2 separate regions of the Mus musculus genome follow, and region 1 is linked to region 2. The links are chromatin contacts, called in public Hi-C maps. All regions are on one chromosome and are shown on one strand. The core of a region is the stretch at or near the end of the contact, and the rest is flanking DNA. Distances in the headings are between cores, read along the strand shown.

Region 1 (6,915 bases), core at 2,983-5,482, 270 kb after region 2:
GTTAGTTAGAGTCTATGACCATTATGGTGGGGAGCACGGCAGCAAGCAGGCAGGCATGATGCTGGAGCAATAGTGGAGAGCTTGCATCTTGATACACAAGTATGAGGCAGAGAGATAATGTAATGTTATGGGCTTTTTCATCCAAGGGCAAATCCTTTTGCTTTATTGGAAATTAAGTAGAACAACTTATCTATATATCTATCAACTTACTTTGTAATAGCTAATCACCAATTTATTTATCATCTTCCTGCTATAATATAACTTTTTATAACCATCAATAATCTATTATATATTTTTATAATTTATCAATAAATTATCTAGTATTTATCTGTGTATCTATGTATCTAGCTGACTTCCATCTGTGACTCTATTTGTCACCTATAAGCTATGTTTCTGCAATCTATCAATTATCAATGTACTTATCTATCTTCCATCTATCATTCATCACATATTATCTCTCATTTTCTATCATTTATAAATCATATATCACCTATATATCTACCTACCTATTCATTTATTTTTATTTTATTAGATATTTTCTTTATTTATATTTCAAATTTTATTCCCTTTCCTCAGGTCCCCTCCAACCCCCTCTCCATCACATCCCCTTTCTCCCTGCTCACTAACTCATCCACTCCTGCTTTCCTGTCCTTGAATTCCCCTACACTGGGGCATCGAGCCTTCATAAGACCAAGGGCCTCTCCTCTCACTCATGTCCTACAAGGCCATCCTCTGCTACATATGCAGCTGGATCCTTGAGTGCTCTTTGGTTGGTGGTTTAGTCTTTGGGATCTCTGGGGATACTGGTTGGTTCATATTGTTGCTCCTCTTATGAGGCTGCAAAGTCCTTCAGCTCCTTGGGTCCTTTCTCTAGCTCCTCCATTGGGGACCCTGTGCTCAGTCTAATGGATGGCTGTGAGCAACCACTTCTGTATTTGTCAGGCACTGGCAGAACCTCTCAGGAGACAGCTATATGAGACTCCTGTCAGCAAGCACTTGTTGACATCCACAATAGTATCTGGGTTTGGTAACTCTATATGTACCTACCTACTTATCTATCAATTTACCATCTATCTAATCTATGACCTGTCTCCCTTTTATAATTCTAAATATTAAACACATTTACATATATAATTATTAATAATCTTATTCAGTGCTAACATTAATCTTTCCAAATTGAGCACAGTCATTCGGGTTTAACCTTATCAGAATCCTAATCTGTTGCTCATACCTGTTCCATTATGAAGAAAAATACATATATGCATATGTATGTACAGGCGGTGTGGTGAGAAGCCAGTGACTGTACACACCACTTGTGGAAGGGGTGACTACTAGAAGGAGAACGGGACTGAAAACAATTGAAGTATTACTACCTGCCAATCATCTGAGATGCTTTCCTTGTGCATGTGTTTTTCAGAACTAGTAAGTAAATGTAGAATAATTATGATCTGCTCTGTAGTCGTGATATTTTAGTAACAGGGTCATTCTTTCCTCTACACTCTTCCAGTCATATTCTTGAATAAGTCTTTTGTTTTTTTAGGAAAAAACTATATTTATTCTATAATTACTCTAATATTCTAAATATTGGCTCTGGTTTCATTCACTTACATCCTCATGATATGATCACTCATCTCGACTTGATTGTTCTATTGTCATTTTGTGGATGTTCTAAAGCTTACACTTTCGTCACTTCCCTCTGGAACTCCTAACCCTCCAAGCATGATTCCATAGATCTGTAGGATAAATAGCACATCTTCATTGACACCCAGTCCTCCAGCCCATCCACTGTAGCACCTTTCCTCTCTCCATTATGTCTCTCATATCCTCCCTCCCCAAACCAGAATCCAACAGCCATCATCATAGTCTTCCCCTGGCATACATAGTGCACTTTCTCCCTTTTTGTCTGTCTTAAGTAAACTTTCAGAAGAACATTGAATATGTTACCTCCAATTTCTCCTGTCTTTGAACCAACTCACTCTTAAGTCTTTCTGGTAAAAATGAACAATGATTTTGATTATCCCTACTTAAATTATTCATCATAATTTTCCAAAAGACCACACTGCTTCCAGGCAATACCTCAACTGATATGGAAACTTAAGGTTCTTTGGAAAGTCAGTTGTGTTGGATGGTGTTTTGTTAAATCAAACACATGAAGGAACATTTCGATGAAGTGGACACAGGTGAAAGGACATTTCCCTAAGGCAGACTTGTGAAGGAATGTTTTGTTGAAGCAGATACAGGTGAAAGGATTTTCTGCACATGAAAGGACACATGATGAAGGATTCTTTGCTAATGACATACAAGTATTGGCCTACCTTATATTTCATAGTTGAGCTCCATTTCTTGGGACTCTGTAGAGAGAAATTCACCAAAAAAATCTTCTAATAGTGTGCTACAGTTTCTTGCCACTTCCTTGGACTCAGACTGATTGGCAGAGTGATGTCAGCTGAAAGAGTGTGACTTGGAGTTTTGCTAAGTCAAACTCAAGTGCTGAGGTATGACATGAGGTGAGACAGGAGCAATGGAGGACACATGTTTGAAGGGAGTATAAACAGGACTCCACAGACAGTGATGGGCTAGGATTGTTTCTAAAGTTAGCTGTGCAATGCTTGTTGGTCTTGCTGAGAGAGGTGCAGCCAAGAACTCCTGGGTTCCTGCTGGTCCCCCCTGAGGACTCATGCTGAGGCTGAGGCCTGGCTCTCTCTGCTAGGTAGTGCCACCTCTGCTGATTTGTGTTTGCTCTCCCAACTCTGCCGAACTGGACTGCCAGTATATCCATGAAGGGTTTGCAAGTTTATGGAGCTGCCACTGATGACCTGTGAACTGAAATGCCAATTTCTCGACCACATAGATGGGAGTTGCTCCAAAGAATCATTTCTAAACATGTCTACTTCTTCCATATCCTTTCTTTTCCACCACATTTGGTGATGGGCTAGAAGGGAGGGTAAAGAGTTTAAGAACCACCGTTAAAAGTAGGCTTTGAAAAAAATTAAAGTTACATTTAACTTTCCTGGTCAACCCTGACTCACTCTCTCTCTCTCTCTCTCTCTCTCTCTCTCTCTCTCTCCCTCCCTCCCTCTCTCCATCTCCCACCTGTCCTCTCATTTAACTGTAACTCACCTGGATGTACTATATCACATTTTATTGAGGAAAGAAATCATCACAAATAAATATATAGTATTTTAATGTAGCTGGCATTCTGCTAAAGAGTAGATTATATAGTTTTAGGCTTTTATGGAAGGACAGCACTTCAATTAATTCCCTGGATTCTTACCATCTCTGGACAAGAATGGTTCCTTCCCTGCAACTATTCTCTATAAATAGTATTTATATTATCCTAAATATAACTATTTCTCATTTGATTGTCCTAACCACTATACATATGGTACTACCTTTCACTAAAAAACAAAACAAAACAAAAACAAAAACAAAAACAAAAACAAAAACAAAAACAAGATGGTAAGGATAGAAAGCTCAGTGGTTAAGATCATGAGATATTTTTAGAGAACCTAGGCTGGACAACTAGCACTTAATGTGGTAGCTCAAAACCATCAGCAGCTATAGTTCCAGGGGATATGATGCCTTCTTCTAGCCTTTGTGGTTGCTTCATGTATGTGGTACACAGACAAACATGCAGGCAAAACATCACTGCACATAACATAAAAATAAATGAGTAAAAAATATAATAAATATCTGTATGCCTCCTTCATTTCCTTTATATCATTAAAGGAAAATGCCTTCAATGGGCTGTCTGTATCTATGGATTCCATTTGTTTTCTTAGGAGAACTCCAGGAATAAGTTTACATCATTGTATGTTTGAAATAAGATGTTATAAACACATTTAATTATGACTACTGGATGTTAGTATTCAACCTGTTTATTGTTGAGACCATATAGTGCCTTAGGCTGATGAAGTTAACTATGGACATTTCAGAATCTCAATAAAGGGAACTGAGTTGGGGATACATTTAATTGGCCTGGGGTGGCTTGGTGGATAGGGTTGTTCACAGTGACTTCTTTGTATATGCAGCTTTAAGCAATCCAGGTCTAAGAATGAACCCTACAGAATACTATATCCAGCCATATACTACTCTAAAGTCAGCTTGTTCAGAACATAGGATGCATTCCATCTCTCATGGACTTTCATAAGTGATGGACCTCACTCCTGGAGCCCTTCTCCCTTCCAGTGATGATGGCACCTTTGTCCTACAGCCAACACATAGCTTGCCAATGCTGACTATTCCTCATCCTGCTTTGGGGCGCATCTACCATCTGTGCTAACCTCCAGGGACGACCTAGTTAAGCTTAACAAAGTGTGATCGTTTTATTTTTGTCCTCTTCTTTCTAGTGACCTCATCGCTAGATTCTGTGCCTCTTGGTATGTTCTTGGTCTAGGGATCTACTACATGAGAATTACCTAGGGCACTTTGACATTAGAAACAGGCACAGTTGCAGGTCTGGATGGATACTCTATAAAATATGACCTGCAATTACTATCCACACAGGAACAACAATGGTAAATGTAACTTGGGAAGAAGAATTTGACATAATGATATGTGTTGGGATTTAGATATAATATTTCTTTCTGTTCTTTACAACCACACACACATAAGAAAAGCTCTGCTGTGGTTACTTTTTGTCTGAGCCCCCCTTTTTAATATGAATAACTAATTTCCTCTGGGCATCTGTTACAGTGGTGAGCAGTCCAAACATTCTTATAGAAATATTTGATTAAAAAATCATGTGAAAATCATTATGTTTTTCTTATGACCCCTTTGAGGTACCAAGATAGTTGTTAAGATGTAAATTCTGTGGATTATGATACAGTTCCCTCTGTGTTCATGCTGGAAAATAAATCTCATATTTTTTTCTTATGAATAATTCATATACATGAAATATGAAAAGGAGAGAATATGCTTATGTTTCCATATAACATAGCTTCATTGGCTCCTGATTTGAAAGTCATAGCATTCAACTGGAACCTCTATAGAATCTGGTTATTTATGGCTTTAAATATAGAGACAATCACTTGTTTATATAATCAATATCTCAAACTCAGGGGAAAATGAAACACAGAATTTTTTTCTCAATTAAAATTAAGATTTTTCTTCGACTAGAAATAGACAGATGTAGCTGTAGCTACTATCACCTGTTTCAGAAAGGTGACTTAATGATGTTAGAGTGAAAAATTGCTGCCTTTATCCTCTTTACATCAACCCCTGAGATTACACTGTTTTGGGACTTGATTCAGTGCAGAAGAGAAAGCTTTACTGAGAAAGAAATATTAACAGGACTAGGGCTGAGAGAGACTGTGAAATAGGCACAATTTGTCTTTGGTGTTCCCAGCTGTGTTTTTTAGATGTTTCTCACTTCTGCAATGTGAATACCTGCATTCCTGGTTTCACATGCTCGTGCTGGAAGCTTTTCTCACTGCCCTAAGGCAAATATTTGAAAGGGAATTTAATAATGAGGGTGCTAGGAGGAGACAGAGGAAAAGAAAAGGGGGGCATTGGAAGCCAATGAGGCTAGCCAATCGGTGAGCATGGAGAATAGACACACACACACACACACACACACACATACACTCACACACATACACTGCACACACATGTGACTCAAAAGATCATGTGGAGAGCAATCCAAGAGGATACAGAAAGTCCACTTCTGAACACTATAAACCCACATGCATGTCTACCCATACACATATGTCCATACACACTGGACCACACATCAAAAAGAAAAGAATGCACACAACTAAGTATCCTGAATACAGAAATGAAGACTGTTGTAAAACTTTATTAAAAATGGCCACCTTTCAGGAATTGTCATCTGACCTCAGAAGCCAGCATTATGAGGTGACATGGCAGAATCACCCACAATAATTTCAACAAAGTATTACTTGACACACCTTAATGTGCAGGTTTGTTTCTCCTATCTGTCTGGGAAAGCATGTTTATTCTTTATTGAAATGGGCTCAAGGCCTAATGATTTTCTCAGCTTGGTGTTTAGAGCACAGTGATCTTGCCTTTTTATCCTGGCAAGTGTGGAAAAAGTGCTGACAGACACTATGGCGGTATTTTTATACAGTGGCTATTTGATGTGCAGGTGTCAGCGCCTCAGCCAGCCCTTTTCCACAGGCAAGACTGCATGCAGTTGTAAACACAGAGTCAGCAAAAGGACACAGGTGTTAAGAAGAGTGGGCAGACATCTCTTTTTAGGATCCACTTCCACACACAATCTTTACTCCATAATCATCCAGGATTCCTGACCACACACTTGGAACTGGACAAATACTTCCAAACCTTTTCTTTTCTTAAGACTTCCCTGTTATAATTGGTCACGTGATTCTGATGTGCACAAGAAGCTGTGCATCCTATGGGGGCTTTGTTAACCCTTTAAGTGCCATCCTTCATGGACATCAGGGAGTATGGTCGACTTCACAGTATGAAGGCTTAAGTTTACACAAACTAGCTGTTCATTGGATGCAAGCTTTAATTTACTATGCTATTCAGTTCCTAGACTTTTGTGTTTATACAACAGATAGATAAGTAAGACACCCAACTAACATCAGGGAGTTGAGGAAAATTACTCAGTTCCTTCTACGGTTTTTGTTTTTGTTTTTACTGACTAAAGGTTAATAATGAATAAAATATTTAAATATTATTTAATTAAAAGTATTATTATTATTTGTTTTGTTTTTTGAGACAGGATTTCTCTGTGTAGCCCTGGCTGTCCTGGAACTCAATCTGTAGACCAGGCTGTCCTTGAACTGAGAAATCCTCCTTCCTCTGCCTCCTAAGTACTGGGATTAAAGGCGTGTGCCATCACTGCCCGGCTTAATCTTCTAACAGCAAATATACTGGGTAATACAGAATCTTATTTAATAAAATGTGCATTAATTATATAATAGTCCA
Region 2 (7,061 bases), core at 3,253-5,752:
GAGAAGTAGATGAATAGTTAGAGTGCTTTGGGTTATTGCCATGAATACGAAATTAGTGTAAATCATATACAATTGCCAATTTTGACAAATGTTGAGCTGTAATAATTGCATAGGGGTTGACTTCATATGTTGCTTATTCAGTGCAGGGTGAGAGATTTGCTGTCTTTGAGATTTCAGCTCAGACTTGTCCTTAAGCAAACCCTCAGTAGTGGTCCACTCTCCAATACTGCAGCCTGGCCAAGAGGGCAGACAGCAGACCACAGAATGCAAACCAAACGCTGAAGACAGTGAGATACTTCATCAGGGAGAGAAAACCCACTACATATGGCCTTGGAGTAAGACCAGACTCCACCCATTGCTCCAGTCTGATGCGAACACTCCCATTATCAAATTTATTTCCTTCTTTATAACATGAAATTATGGCAATAGAATGAACACATGGATACTCTAGTTCGAGTATCCTTCAATACTGTTGTTGATTGTTGTGTGTTTGATCTTCCCTATCTCCCTGGAGAACGTCTATTTGAAGGTTGGTATCAGTACTGACTTGTGCCCAAGGAAAGGTGCTTATGTTAACTGCCTGCTTTCGTCCAAGGGCTCAGGGGAGCATCTTTGTTTCCCAGAAGGCTCCTTGCTGAAGCTGCAGTATGGAGACGTCCTTCCTCCAATGCTCTTCTCTACCACCCTCAGGCACAGCGGTAGTCTATATTTAGAAGAGCATCAGCTCTTTTCTTGAGCATTTGGGCTAATGTTTATAAGCACTAATCCACCCTTCCCCCCTTTTGATAAGATCAGACACGTTTGGAGTGGTATGGCCATAGACAAACTTATGACTTAGCATTGCTTGTTTAGCAATCCTGTTTAATATCTAGAGCATCTTGCTGTTAGATCTGGTATAGAGGAAGAATTGAAACAGAAAAATATGAATATCTATTTACCAGAAAGCAAGACCTTTTTAGCACAAAGTCTTAGTTGCTACAAATTACATATACCATAACTTGCCTAGGTAATTTGTTTTGAGTAAATTTAACCAATTTTTAGAAATATAATGACATAAGACCCGTTGTTCCAAGTGGTCTAATAGTCCACCATACAAAGTAGAAAACCAGAGAAAGAGACCCACTCATTTGTGCTCAAAGAAAAGATCACATGAGACAAAATGAAGAATCCATTTTTCAGCCAGAGAAAGAGAGACTCACAGAGAGAGAGACAGAGAGAGACAGACACACACACAGAAGACAGAAAGAGACAGAGAGAGACAGAAAGAGATCAGAAGAAATATATGCTTATGCACCTTGAACTCGGGCTTCAAACCTCTAGAACTCTTAAAAGTGAGTTTAAGTTGTTTAAGTTGTCCAGTATGAACATTTTGTTACAGCATCCTTAACAAGCTCATATTTCACAGAAGTACTCATTAGATCTTACTGTTGTCTTAAGGTGCTTCACACTTCTGTAGCTTTGATTTTACTGTCTGTCTCTGAAGCTCTTTTTTCCCCTAAATCTATAACTGGGGAATACAGGTCCCTTTCCATGTGTCTTAATTACTATTTCGTCTCTGTGAGGAGTTGTGATGACCAAGGCAACTTACAAAATAAAGCATTTCATTACAGACTGAACTACAGTTTCAGACGGTCAGTTGATTATCATCATGGTGGGGAGCATGGCAGCAGGCAGATGCCATGGTGTTGGAGCAGTAGCTAAGAGCTCACATCTGATCCATAAGTTGCAGACAGAGAGACAGAGAGATTTGGCCTGCTTGGACTGGGGTTTTTGAAACCTCAAAGCCCAATCCCACTGACACATTCCTCCAATAAGGCCACACCTCTAAATCCTTCCTCAACAGTTCCACTAACTAGGAACCAAGAATCCATATATATGAACCTATGGGACCATTCTTATTCAAACCACCACACCATGCTTTATGGTTTACCCCAAACAGAAAATTTTCTTTAAGTCTTTTCTTTTTGAGTTTGACCTACTTACACAGACATTGCTTGGTGGAAAAAAACAAAAACAAAAACCAAAACTACAGTCATCACAAACTTCCTTCCTTCATACCCGTTAGCTTCAGAGGTGTGCCCAGAAGGTTTTCTCCCAGGTGAGTCTAGAAGAGCTGTGCAGGATTTCCTTGAGTATGTTGATTGTGTTGATTGTTGTAGGAAGATTTGCCTTAGAGTGGGCGCAGTTCCCTAGGCTGAGGCCCTGGGCTGTATAAAATGCATAAAGTAAGCAGAGGATGCATTCATTGCTCTCTTCTTCCTGACAGTGTATGAGCAACTGCATCAAATTCCTCTCATTGTGACTTCTCTGCCATGGTGGTGTGTGCCTTTGAACTGTGAGCCAGAATAAACCCTTTCTCAAGCTTCTTTTCACAGTCCTTTATCAAAACAACAAGGAAAAGTAACTACGAAAAAATCATAACAAGTGTGATAAAATAACAACAACAACAACAACAACAACAACAACAGTAATATTCCTTATTCTTCTTGTCTACCAGACAAAAAATACCTTGGAACAAATCAAGTTCACTACTTCCTGGAGAGAGATGTTCTGCCATGGGGACCTATGGGGCATCTCAGACACAGATCGATAGAAACGATTTATAAGATGTGGTTTGCTTTATTTTCAGAAGAGGTTGGACACTTTGTCTTTTGCAAAGATTGGATGCTGTTGGAATGTGAGGCTAAGTCTATGATTGAGCATCTTCATACATTTTATGATTAGGGAAGGCCAGCTATGAAGCAAGACTAAAGTTGTGATTGGGAAAGGAGCAGCTGTCACTCATATCAGCCAGGAGAGGGAGGTGTTGAGTTATTTCTGTATCTTTGACATGTTTAATGCTCTGTTCAGATGTGACTAGAAAGCAGAGCTGTTTTTCTGTCTTGTCCATCACAGTCATAGGGTGACCTTCTTCGTGTTAATATTCTGTGGGCTTGTTATGTACAGAAGGAGAATTTCATGGTTTGGCTTTGATTTTCAGGTCAGTGGCAGCAAGTCCTGGCCATTTAAACTCATGACCTTGGTTTCTGTGGGGCCATTTTCTATGGGTGAAGCACTTGAGGGCTGAGATGTATATTGGCAGTTTTTTTTGGATAGGGAGAGCCATAGATGATCTCACAGAGTGATGATGGGTGGCCCAGCCAAACTGGAGAGATTTCTTGTAAACATTGACTCTATGTTTATGTGATTGTCTGCCATGATGTTTACAGTGCAGCTGTGACAAAACCAAAGGTCTACACTGGAAGACAGACTAAGCAGGTGAACCTAGTGGTGCATGCTTTCAATCTCATCAACTTGACCGGAGGAGGATCATGAGTTCAAGGCCAGCGTGGGTAACTTAGTGATACCCCATACCAAAATAAAAAGTAAAACAAAGGCCAGGGCTGGGGATATTCTCAGTGGTAGAGTGTCCTAGTGTATTAGTCAGGGTTCTCTAGAGTCACAGAACTTATGAATAGTCTCTAGATAGTAAAGGAATTTATTGATGACTTATAGTCGGCAGCCCAATTCCCAACAATGATTCAGTCGCAGCTGTGAATGGAAGTCCAAGGATCTAGCAGTTACTCAGTCTCACGCAGCAAGCAGGTGAAGGAGCAAGAGCAAGAGCTAGACTCCCTTCTTCCAATGTCCTTATATTGTCTCCAGCAGAAGGTGTAGCCCAGATTAAAGGTGTGTTCCACCACACCTTTAATCCCAGATGAAAGGAGTAGCCCAGATTAAAGGTGTGTTCCTTAAACTCGGAGATTCAATCTTCTGGAATCCATAGCCACTATGGCTCAAGATCTTCAAACCAAGATCCAGATAAGGATCTCCAAGCCTCCAGATAAGGGTCACTGGTGAGCCTTCCAATTCTGGATTGTAGTTCATTCCAAATATTGTCAAGTTGACAACCAGGAATAGCCACTACACCTAGTATCATGAATATGGGCCACACAGTCAGGACTTGAATTGTCCCTAGACCACTTTTTGTCAGACACATGGTTTCTAGGACAGATGTAGGCACTGTGACAAGTAGTCCCTCTTCTGACTTCCTTGGCCCTCTTATTTTCTTCTTCTGATAGAGGACATGCCCTCATATTCTATTTTTAGAATTTACTTCATCTCAAGTGGCTTTTGGCACTGCCACTGTGTTGCTGTGTGGCTCTGGAGCATCTTAGCTGTTCCCTTGTACACCACAGAGATGTTTTATGATGGAACACATTTATTTTTTTCATCCTCTCCCCAGGAGCCTGGCACAACCTCATAGAGGAGAGATGAGGTCAGAGAAAAATCTGGCAAGCCTACATCCAGTTTTCACAAAAGTCAACATCCTATATCAGATATTCCTTGTCTTTGCAATAAGCCCCAAGGCTTTAGAAAATATGCAAAGCCCCCAGGCATGTGCAGGGAGACCTACAACTATGGGGGGTAATCAACACTTTTTAACCTGGCCTCACTACCAGGAGACATATCTTCTCTTTTTGTTTTGAGTTGGTACTGGATTTGGCTTACTGTTGAGACCCAGTAGTGAGCATTGAACTGACTGACTGAGAAAACCTGTGAGTAACTGTGCACTCAATTAATTTAGAATCAATTTTCAGTCTATGCCTCTGTGGGAATAACTGATGGGTCAAACACACAGAACTTGACAATTCAGAGGTTATATTAACTAGAGAAGATAAAAATGTACATGTAGTTTCCTGTTCACGAACTATCTAATCCGACCTTGCCTAGTTTCTGTGATCAGATGATCCATCTTTATCTATCTATCTATCTATCTATCTATCTATCTATCTATCTACCTACCTACCTACCTACCTACCTACCTATCTATCTATCTATCTTCATCATCATCATCATATCATCTTTTTGTCATTTATTTATGTACATACACACGGAGAGTTAGAGAGAGAGGAGACACACACACACACACACACACACACACACACACACACATCATAGAGATAGAGTCAGAGACAGAAACAGAGATAGAGACAGAAAAGACAGAGACAGAGCTATTCCTGGCTAAAAGCATAGCATTTTGCATCCAAGTGTGTAAAATCTGCTCACTGTCTATTTTCTGTATACTGCTTCCATACTATTCACCCTGCGCTCTCAGCTGTACTGCAGTTCTTCCATGGTCTCTATGACTAGATATATTTGCTCCTTTAAAAAGTGAATTCTAATAGCACTGACTTCCCCCCATTATTTCTCATTTTTGATACATGCTTTTACCTCAGCAACCAGATGTTTCATCTGGTTATTCATCTGGTTTATTCATTCACTCCCTTATTTATCCAGTATATATTTAATAGGTGACAGTTAAGTGCCCAACATGTTGCTAGGTACCAGGAATTCATAATGAATAAGACAGATATCTCTGTTCCACAGTTTACAAGTTAATGAGGGTGAGAAATGTATTAGTCAAGCTTCACTGAGAGGAACTGAGTGAGAAGAGGAGGTGAGGTGCTTTGCTGTAAGCAAATGGGTGATGTACATTTGGGGATGAGCAGAGCAGTGACCATCAGAATGTCGGTGCCCAAGCTTAGACGCTAAAGCTGCTGTTCACAGGAGGAATTACTTGTTTTGTCTGAGGGAGCTCTATTGCAAAGGACTGTCAGTTGATCTAAGCCCCTTTGCAGTGTGTAGGTTAACCTCTCAAGTCAGCCATTTATGGGTGTGTATCTCTCTGCAAACTATCCTCACAGCACCACCTACATTAATGTTTGTTGGAATAGTCAGGGAGTTAAACTGTAGCCTAGCTTCGTGACAAATGAAACTCATAGCCACAGGGAGGAACATTAAAGATGTGATTAAAATACCATAGATTTCCAGAAATAGAAATTCCATTTTCTTTTCTTAGAAATAACCTTAGCGTTGGACTCAGTGTTTAATTTTGAGACTAACATGTAGACTTGTCTCAGGGAGTTAAGGAAACCAGATTCAACTGAAACTAACAGTCCAAAACTAAGAGTCTCCGAACAGTTCTGAAACCTTGGCCCTAATCTGTACCAACCAGACCTGTAGTGATGTAGGTCCTTCTCACTGATAATTTGAACATGTGATTCAAATAATTATTGAGTATTGAGAATAAACACTTTAGTGGATTGTATCTTAAGTTGTTTTTATACATGCTTTCACATGAAAATGATCTTTTGAACTTCTTTGGAAGTGAATGCTATGTAAATTAGAAACAACTGTTTTTGCTAACCATAGCATTATTACAGCCATTGAGATGTAGTGAATAATCTACCTGGACTATAAGCACACAGAGTACAGGAGCCCTGTATTATTTAGTCCAGTGGTTCTCAACTTGGGGGTCATGACTCCCATGGAGGGTATCAAATATAAGATGTTCTTCAAATAAAATATTTACATTATGATTCATATCGGTAGAAAAAGTACAGTTATGACATAGCAACCAAAATAATCATTCTATGGTTGGGGGATATCATACATGAAGAACTCTACAAAAGGGATGCAACATGGGGAAGGTTGGGGACTACTGATTTAGTTTCTCATTTATAAGAAAGATAATGTTGGCACAGACAATTAACAATGCCCTTTGATTCTCAGGAGGGTCACACAGAAACTATTTCTTACCTTTGAATTTTTTTTCTGGGTTTTCAGGGCAGTTGACCCCCATGGAAAGCTCACATGCTTTTTTAGCCTCAATATGTGGTTCATGGTAACTGAGGCAAAGAAGAAAGGCTATAGAACTGTACATAGCAAGTGATTCATGTCACTGCTATTCAGCTTTCTTTGTGTCTTAGCCAAACTTCAGAAGAAAATAAAGCATATCCTTGAGCCCATGGGAAAGAGACAGATGCTGATGAACATGAGTGTTGTCTAGACTGTTTGACATTTTATATCTTAGCTTAGCTCAGTAAGGGTTACATAGAAAAGACTTACTAGATATTTGGCAAATGCATATAGTGTATCTGCTTTGCTTTTAGATAATGTGTAGACTGTGTGTGTGTGTGTGTGTGTGTGTGTGTGTGTGTGTGCGCGTTATCTTTAGGCCGGTACTTCTGAGTACATTGGCTCTTCAAGTCTATGCCTCTGATGTGCGACTCTTTGGA

Evidence for each region. Hi-C and Micro-C count contacts between places; a contact is called where the count stands out from the background.
Region 1: a contact with region 2 is called in a Hi-C map of cerebellar granule neurons, with 1.8 times the contacts expected there. The contact joins two enhancer-like sites. A contact is called at or near these places in 4 of 484 Hi-C or Micro-C datasets (brain, cerebellar granule neurons and cerebellum).

What each region holds. Positions count from the first base shown.
Region 1 is chr1:83,490,974-83,497,888 of GRCm38.p6, forward strand. No RefSeq gene overlaps it. Among named protein-coding and RNA genes, the nearest start is that of Sphkap, 86 kb to the left of the region's middle. Within about 2 kb of position 4,233, at least 2 of the 459 cell types and tissues checked have an H3K27ac peak or open chromatin away from gene starts, as enhancers often do. A contact at or near this core is called in cerebellar granule neurons, where this site is marked.
Region 2 is chr1:83,220,444-83,227,504 of GRCm38.p6, forward strand. No RefSeq gene overlaps it. Among named protein-coding and RNA genes, the nearest start is that of Daw1, 64 kb to the left of the region's middle. Within about 2 kb of position 4,503, at least 6 of the 459 cell types and tissues checked have an H3K27ac peak or open chromatin away from gene starts, as enhancers often do. A contact at or near this core is called in cerebellar granule neurons, where this site is marked.